Linked DNA regions of Mus musculus: region 2 is linked to region 1. A link is a contact called in public promoter capture Hi-C data. All regions are on one chromosome and are shown on one strand. Each heading gives the region's core, a stretch centred on a gene start, on an enhancer-like site or on the middle of the called end of the contact. The rest is flanking DNA. Distances are from core to core; before and after follow the strand shown.

What was found. Promoter capture Hi-C pulls out the DNA fragments that hold promoters and counts their contacts.
Region 2: a contact with region 1 is called in a promoter capture Hi-C map of liver. The contact joins two enhancer-like sites. A contact is called at or near these places in 3 of 39 promoter capture datasets (the C10 cell line, liver and trophoblast stem cells), 1 of 484 Hi-C or Micro-C datasets (nephron progenitors) and 1 of 115 datasets of contacts at active chromatin or transcription factors (embryonic stem cells).

Annotation. Positions count from the first base shown.
Region 1 is chr5:64,646,184-64,648,883 of GRCm38.p6, forward strand. No RefSeq gene overlaps it. Among named protein-coding and RNA genes, the nearest start is that of Gm3716, 37 kb to the left of the region's middle. Within about 2 kb of position 1,433, at least 134 of the 459 cell types and tissues checked have an H3K27ac peak or open chromatin away from gene starts, as enhancers often do. A contact at or near this core is called in liver, where this site is marked.
Region 2 is chr5:64,839,021-64,841,720 of GRCm38.p6, forward strand. No RefSeq gene overlaps it. Among named protein-coding and RNA genes, the nearest start is that of Gm31684, 24 kb to the left of the region's middle. Within about 2 kb of position 1,256, at least 18 of the 459 cell types and tissues checked have an H3K27ac peak or open chromatin away from gene starts, as enhancers often do. A contact at or near this core is called in liver, where this site is marked.

The DNA of each region.
Region 1 (2,700 bases), core at 183-2,682:
TGACGCAGCAGATTACTTCACTACATAATAATCTTCACAAAATAAAGGTTGTTCTGCCTTCTTGTGTGGCAATGTGTTCTCTTTCCCTCTCCTTCTCCCTATTCCTCTTCCTCTCCCTCTCTCTCTCTCTCTCTCTCTCTCTCTCTCTCTCTCTCTCTCTCTCTCTCACACACACACACACACACACACACACACACATATGCACATGCTCATACACCATTCACCGTATCCTTATCTTATGGGTTCAAGCAGATGTCAGTACCATGCCCTTGAAACTATATATGTATATGTATATGTGTGTGTGTGTGTGTGTGGTTACCCAGTGTTGAGTATTTTATTATAGCAAAACAAAACAGATTAATACAAGTAGAAGCTGATAGTGCCTTTAGGAGAACACAGAAACCCAAATCTGTCTCTGATGTTATCTCTTAAACTTTAAGGAAAGGAAAACCAAGGCGATTCACTTATAGTGAGAGTTTCATAAAGAAAACCTTTGCATCAGAGGGGGCTGCTAGGACTTCTAACATCTGCAGCAAAGGGTCACCTGCGCAGATTCCCTGCTGGCCCAAGTCAGTCGAGTGGTTAGCATTAGGTCAATTCGCATCTGTACATTCTGGGTAAGAATTGCATCACACCAATTTCTTTTTTAGCATCTTTGTGTTTTTCATTATAAAAAGGGCTGGGGATGTCACCCAGTCTGTAGACTGCTTGCCTGGCCTGCACAAAATCCTGGGTTCAGTCCCCAGGACTACATAAACAGTGTGTGTGTTGGGGGTGGGGGTGGGGGTGGGAGGTGGCAACTTGAGTCTGTGTATAATTCAAATTAGAAGAAAAGAGAATAAATGAAGTCTACATGTAGCTCCCACACCCAGATGACTATTAGTCTTCAAAATGATAGATTTTCACATATATAATCTTGGTAAGTGATGAGTTCTGTTTCTTTTCTCCATTTGTTTTGCAGGCTTTGTCAGTTTTCAATGAATTCTTTTGTCACAGGTGCCTTCCTCTGGGAGTTATGCGAGTTTTCAAGGCTGCATGAATTCTTAATCCCAGATCCCCTCCTGTCTGCCACCCAAGCCTTTCCCAAACCGATTCGTCCTAAAGTCAGGGTTCCGATGCTCAGAAGAGGCAAACTCAGGCAAACCCGGCTCGTCAGAAAACAGCCATGCCTGCTACAAAAATCTGTTGCCCCCAAACTCGCTAGTGCATTTCATTACCTTTCAACGATCGGTTTAGAATTATTCACCTCGCTGCCCTTAACTATCCACTTGACTGCCTTCATCATTAGCATGGAGGGCGGAACCGAGGCTGGCCTGTATTCTCTTCAGAGCCCCAGTCACTTCTGATTAGTGAATTGCTTAGAAAATGTCCTGAGCTCTAGCCGGCCACTGCCAGTTAGTGTCCTGTCCCGGAGAAGCGCTCATTTGTATTCTGTCTGTGGGTCAGAGTGGAGGCCACGGGTTAGTGAGGTGGGGGGTAGGGCAGCGAGGGCCAGCCAGCCTAATGGTTGCATCTGCCGTCTACCTTCTAGCTCCTCCCTCTCTCTCTCCCTCCCTCCCTCCCTCCCTCCCCCTCCTCCCCTTTCTTCTCCTCTCAGTCTCGCTCAGCTTTCTATTCAACAACAGCGAACAAAGTAAAATAATATAAAAATAAAACCGGAGTGGGGGTGGGGGGCTGCGGGAGGGAGACTCTGAAACTGTGACAATAGCAACCTCCAATCCGGTCACCCTTGCCTTCTTCCACCTCCCATGCCCTCCAGCTACTCAGAACGGTCTCTAACAAAAGACCCCAATTTGACCTCTGGCCGGCTAAAGCCGATTCAAGGCTTGGATTTGAATCTGTTTAAGCTGACTGAGGCTAGCCACAAACTAACCACATTCCATTTAGCAACCTTCAAGTCCGATACATTCATTTTCCTCTGGTTTTTTTTTTTTCTTTCTGTTTGTTTTTTTTTTTCTTTTGTTATGTTGTAGTAGATGGTGACTTTTTAGTATGTTTGTTTTTTGTTTTGTTTTGTTTTTTCTTTGTAAATTGGATCCAAGTCAACTGGTATCTCAGATGTACACATAGGAATTCAAAAGGTGTAATAAACACAACCTCCTAAGTAAGATATCTGACCCCTACCTAACACTACTCCACCACTCTCCAGGGGAACCGTATAATATTTAGGAAAAAAAATACCATAGTATATTCTCTACTACTTGAAAGGAATTCCTGACAAACATTATATTTTCTTAAAAATTATACAGTAAACAGTGTTGCTTTTTAACGGGCTGGCAATATTGTAATTTATTGCTCAAAAAAAAATATGTCCATAAAATAGCTGTTCCAGCACTGGGGGCTCTGTGCTCACTAGCCGGGACACTCAGAGGTTCAGTACTCTCAAAGCAAACAGAGGTTCCTTGTGTGGAAAGAGCCAGTCAGGAAGTGCCTGCTGCTCTCCAGTAAATGTGGACACTCCTGCAGAAGCCAGGCTGTCTAGAGGGTGACAGGAGGGAGCAATGAGGGCAGGAAGCGACAGCTTCACTAGGACGGGACAATAAGTCAGATCTAGCTATCGGCCACTCCCGGGGAGGGAACGGGGTTGGCTATTCTTTTATCTTCTTAGACTTTAGCAAGATTGTTTTTAGGGGATTGAAAGACTGGTCTATTTGGCAACGTACTTGCCTGTGAGGGAGATGTTGCACACCGCTCTGGACT
Region 2 (2,700 bases), core at 6-2,505, 190 kb after region 1:
TTCCCAGAAACCCACAGGCCAGCTATCCCAGCAGAAGCAGCAGCAAAAGAGAAGCTTTTGCTTCTAAGTGGAAGGTGGGGATGGATGCCTGTTTCATGGTATGTATGTGTGCATATTGTTTAAATAAACAAAATCCCAAATGTTCAGATTTTACCAGTGAAGACTCAGGCACCATGCCCAAAAGCCTGCTAGCTCAGAGAGGCAGAGAAAGCACCCGGCTGACCTTTCTACGCCACCAACTTCCCAGCAGGAAAAGCTCCTTCCTTCTCCAGCTATCTTACTGCCCTGACTTTCAAAGACCCTGCTTTCTGTTTACTTATGTTCACTCCCTGTCAGCTTGGTTGCTTGCTCTGCGTCCTGACCTGGAGTTGGCTTTATTTAGCTCTTGGATAAAAGGTGTATGCTGAGCCACACTACAACAAGGCTTTTTCAGTCAATAGCACAATCTTGGGGTTCATCATGTGATCAAGTCTCCGTAACACGTGCACACATACAGTGCCAGGTTATATCCTTTGTACTGTGCATACTCATTGTATCCAACGTTCCTTTCTTCCCCAGGCACTCAACCTCCATCAACCCGGCGTCTTGCATGCAAAGAACTCTGATATGGAGTGACTGAGAGTGTGCTTGCAAGCCATGTTAGTCTGCTCCTGAAAAGACCATTTCCTGCAAGATTCGAATCCTGCTTCATAAGCCAATAGCTGTCCTTAAATACCAAGCTCAGGGAGAGCACACTGTGGGTCATCATCTTGACCCATTCTCCCAACTGCCACTCAAACCAGCTTCTTGCACATCACCACTGGGACCTGCAATAACGTGTATTTATTATTGTTTATGTCATGTGTGTGAGTATTTTGCTTGTATGTTTGTCTGTGCACCATGTGCACGCCTAATACTGAAACAGTAGACCTGAGGGCCAACAGTCCAGAGTGGTACCATCCACAATGCACCAAACAAGTTGCTTGTATTCTAAAAGAAAAGTGGGGCAAATGTGCTTCCACCAATCATAGGAACTTGCATGAAAACTGAAGCAATCATGGCACAGTCTTTCATGTGAAGTGGGGGGTCTTTGGTATCAGTTACAGGATTTCTGTTTGGTCTCTTTATGGAGTGCTTCCCCTCTGGCTTGGATAAAAATGGCTGAGGGTCATCCAAAGTTCAATAAGGCCTCCAACTTGGCCAGTGCAGGCTGTCTGGAGGATATCTTCAGTGGTGCCTGTAGTGGTGCACTGCAGCTGCTGGGGTATCGTCAGAGTGACTGTAAAGTGTCCAAAAGAACTGCCTGCAATGAGGGCAGTTAGGCTGGCTGCTTGCCTAGCAGTCATGTAGTCAAAGCAGCTGGGGCACCAGGGAAGGGTCTGACAGCTGTTAGGGAATCACAGCACTCCAGTCCTCAATGTGTTTGTCTATTTAAAGGAGAAAATAAACACAGAAAGATGTGATTGTACTAAAACCTTATCACTAATGTTAATGGTGACTTAACAGTGTGCTTAAAGGCTTTCCCAACTCACTTCATTCTGCTATTGTTAGCCTGTCAGGAAACAGAAGAAAACAAGGACATCACAGCAAAGGAGAGCTACAGACTCATGTGCTTGATAAACACAGCAGTAAAACTTCTCAACGAAACATCCCCGGGTTAAATTCAATAGCTCATTAAAAAGAGAATTTGCCATGATCGAGTTGGCTGAATCTCAAGGGTGTACAGGGATGGTTCAATGTATGTGTCTTAGTTTCACTTTGTTGCTGTGACAAAGACCATAACCAAAGCCAACTTGGGAAGGGTGTTAGTACTTTTCTATTGCTCTGATAAAATGCTATGAGCAAGACAACTTATAGAAGGAAGTGTTTATTTAGGCTTATGGTTCCAGAGGAACAGGTATCCATTACCAACACAGCTGGGAGGTACTGCAGCAGGGAGGCCCGGAGACTGGAGCAGCGGACTGAGTTCACATCTTAAACCACAAGCAGGAACCAAAGAGCAATCTAACAGTGGTGAGAGACTTGTGAGCCTCAAAGCCCAACCACCCCCAGTGACATATTTCCCCTAGCAAGCCCACACCTCCAGTCTCCCTAAACGGTGTCAGCAACTGGAAACCAAATATTCAAACAGCCAAGAATATGAAAGACATCTCATTCCAAAGATCTTGTTCTACTGACTGTCCCTATACTCTTCAGACACTAGCATAATTTATTTTTTCTACCTTTAAAAGTTCCAAACTCGTTCATAATCACAACACTGTTTAAAAGCATAGTCCTAGGGTCTCCTCCAATGGCTGGGATGACCTGAAGAAAGACACCTAAGTCCTGGTGGCCTGGGGAGCACAGAAGAAAAACACTGTGGAGAAAGGTGAAACCAAAGACTCCACAGTGGTGAGGAACAGGCAGATATGAGGAAGCCATGAGGTGGTCCTGGCCCCAGTTGCTGCCAAGGGTCCTTGAAGTGGAAACTTAAGGGTTCTTGGGAAAGTCAGTTGTGTTGGTTGGTGTTTTGCTGGGGCAAACATGTAAAGGAGTGTTTTCCTGAAATGGATACAAGCAAAAGGACATTTTGCTAAAGCAGACATGTGAAGGCAAGTTTCACTGAATCTGACACAGGTGAAAGGCTAAGGCAGAACATTTTGCTGAAGCAGACACAGGAGAAAGGATGTTCTGCTGAAGTGTGGTGAAGGAGTCTTCGCTATCAACATGCGTGTATTGGTC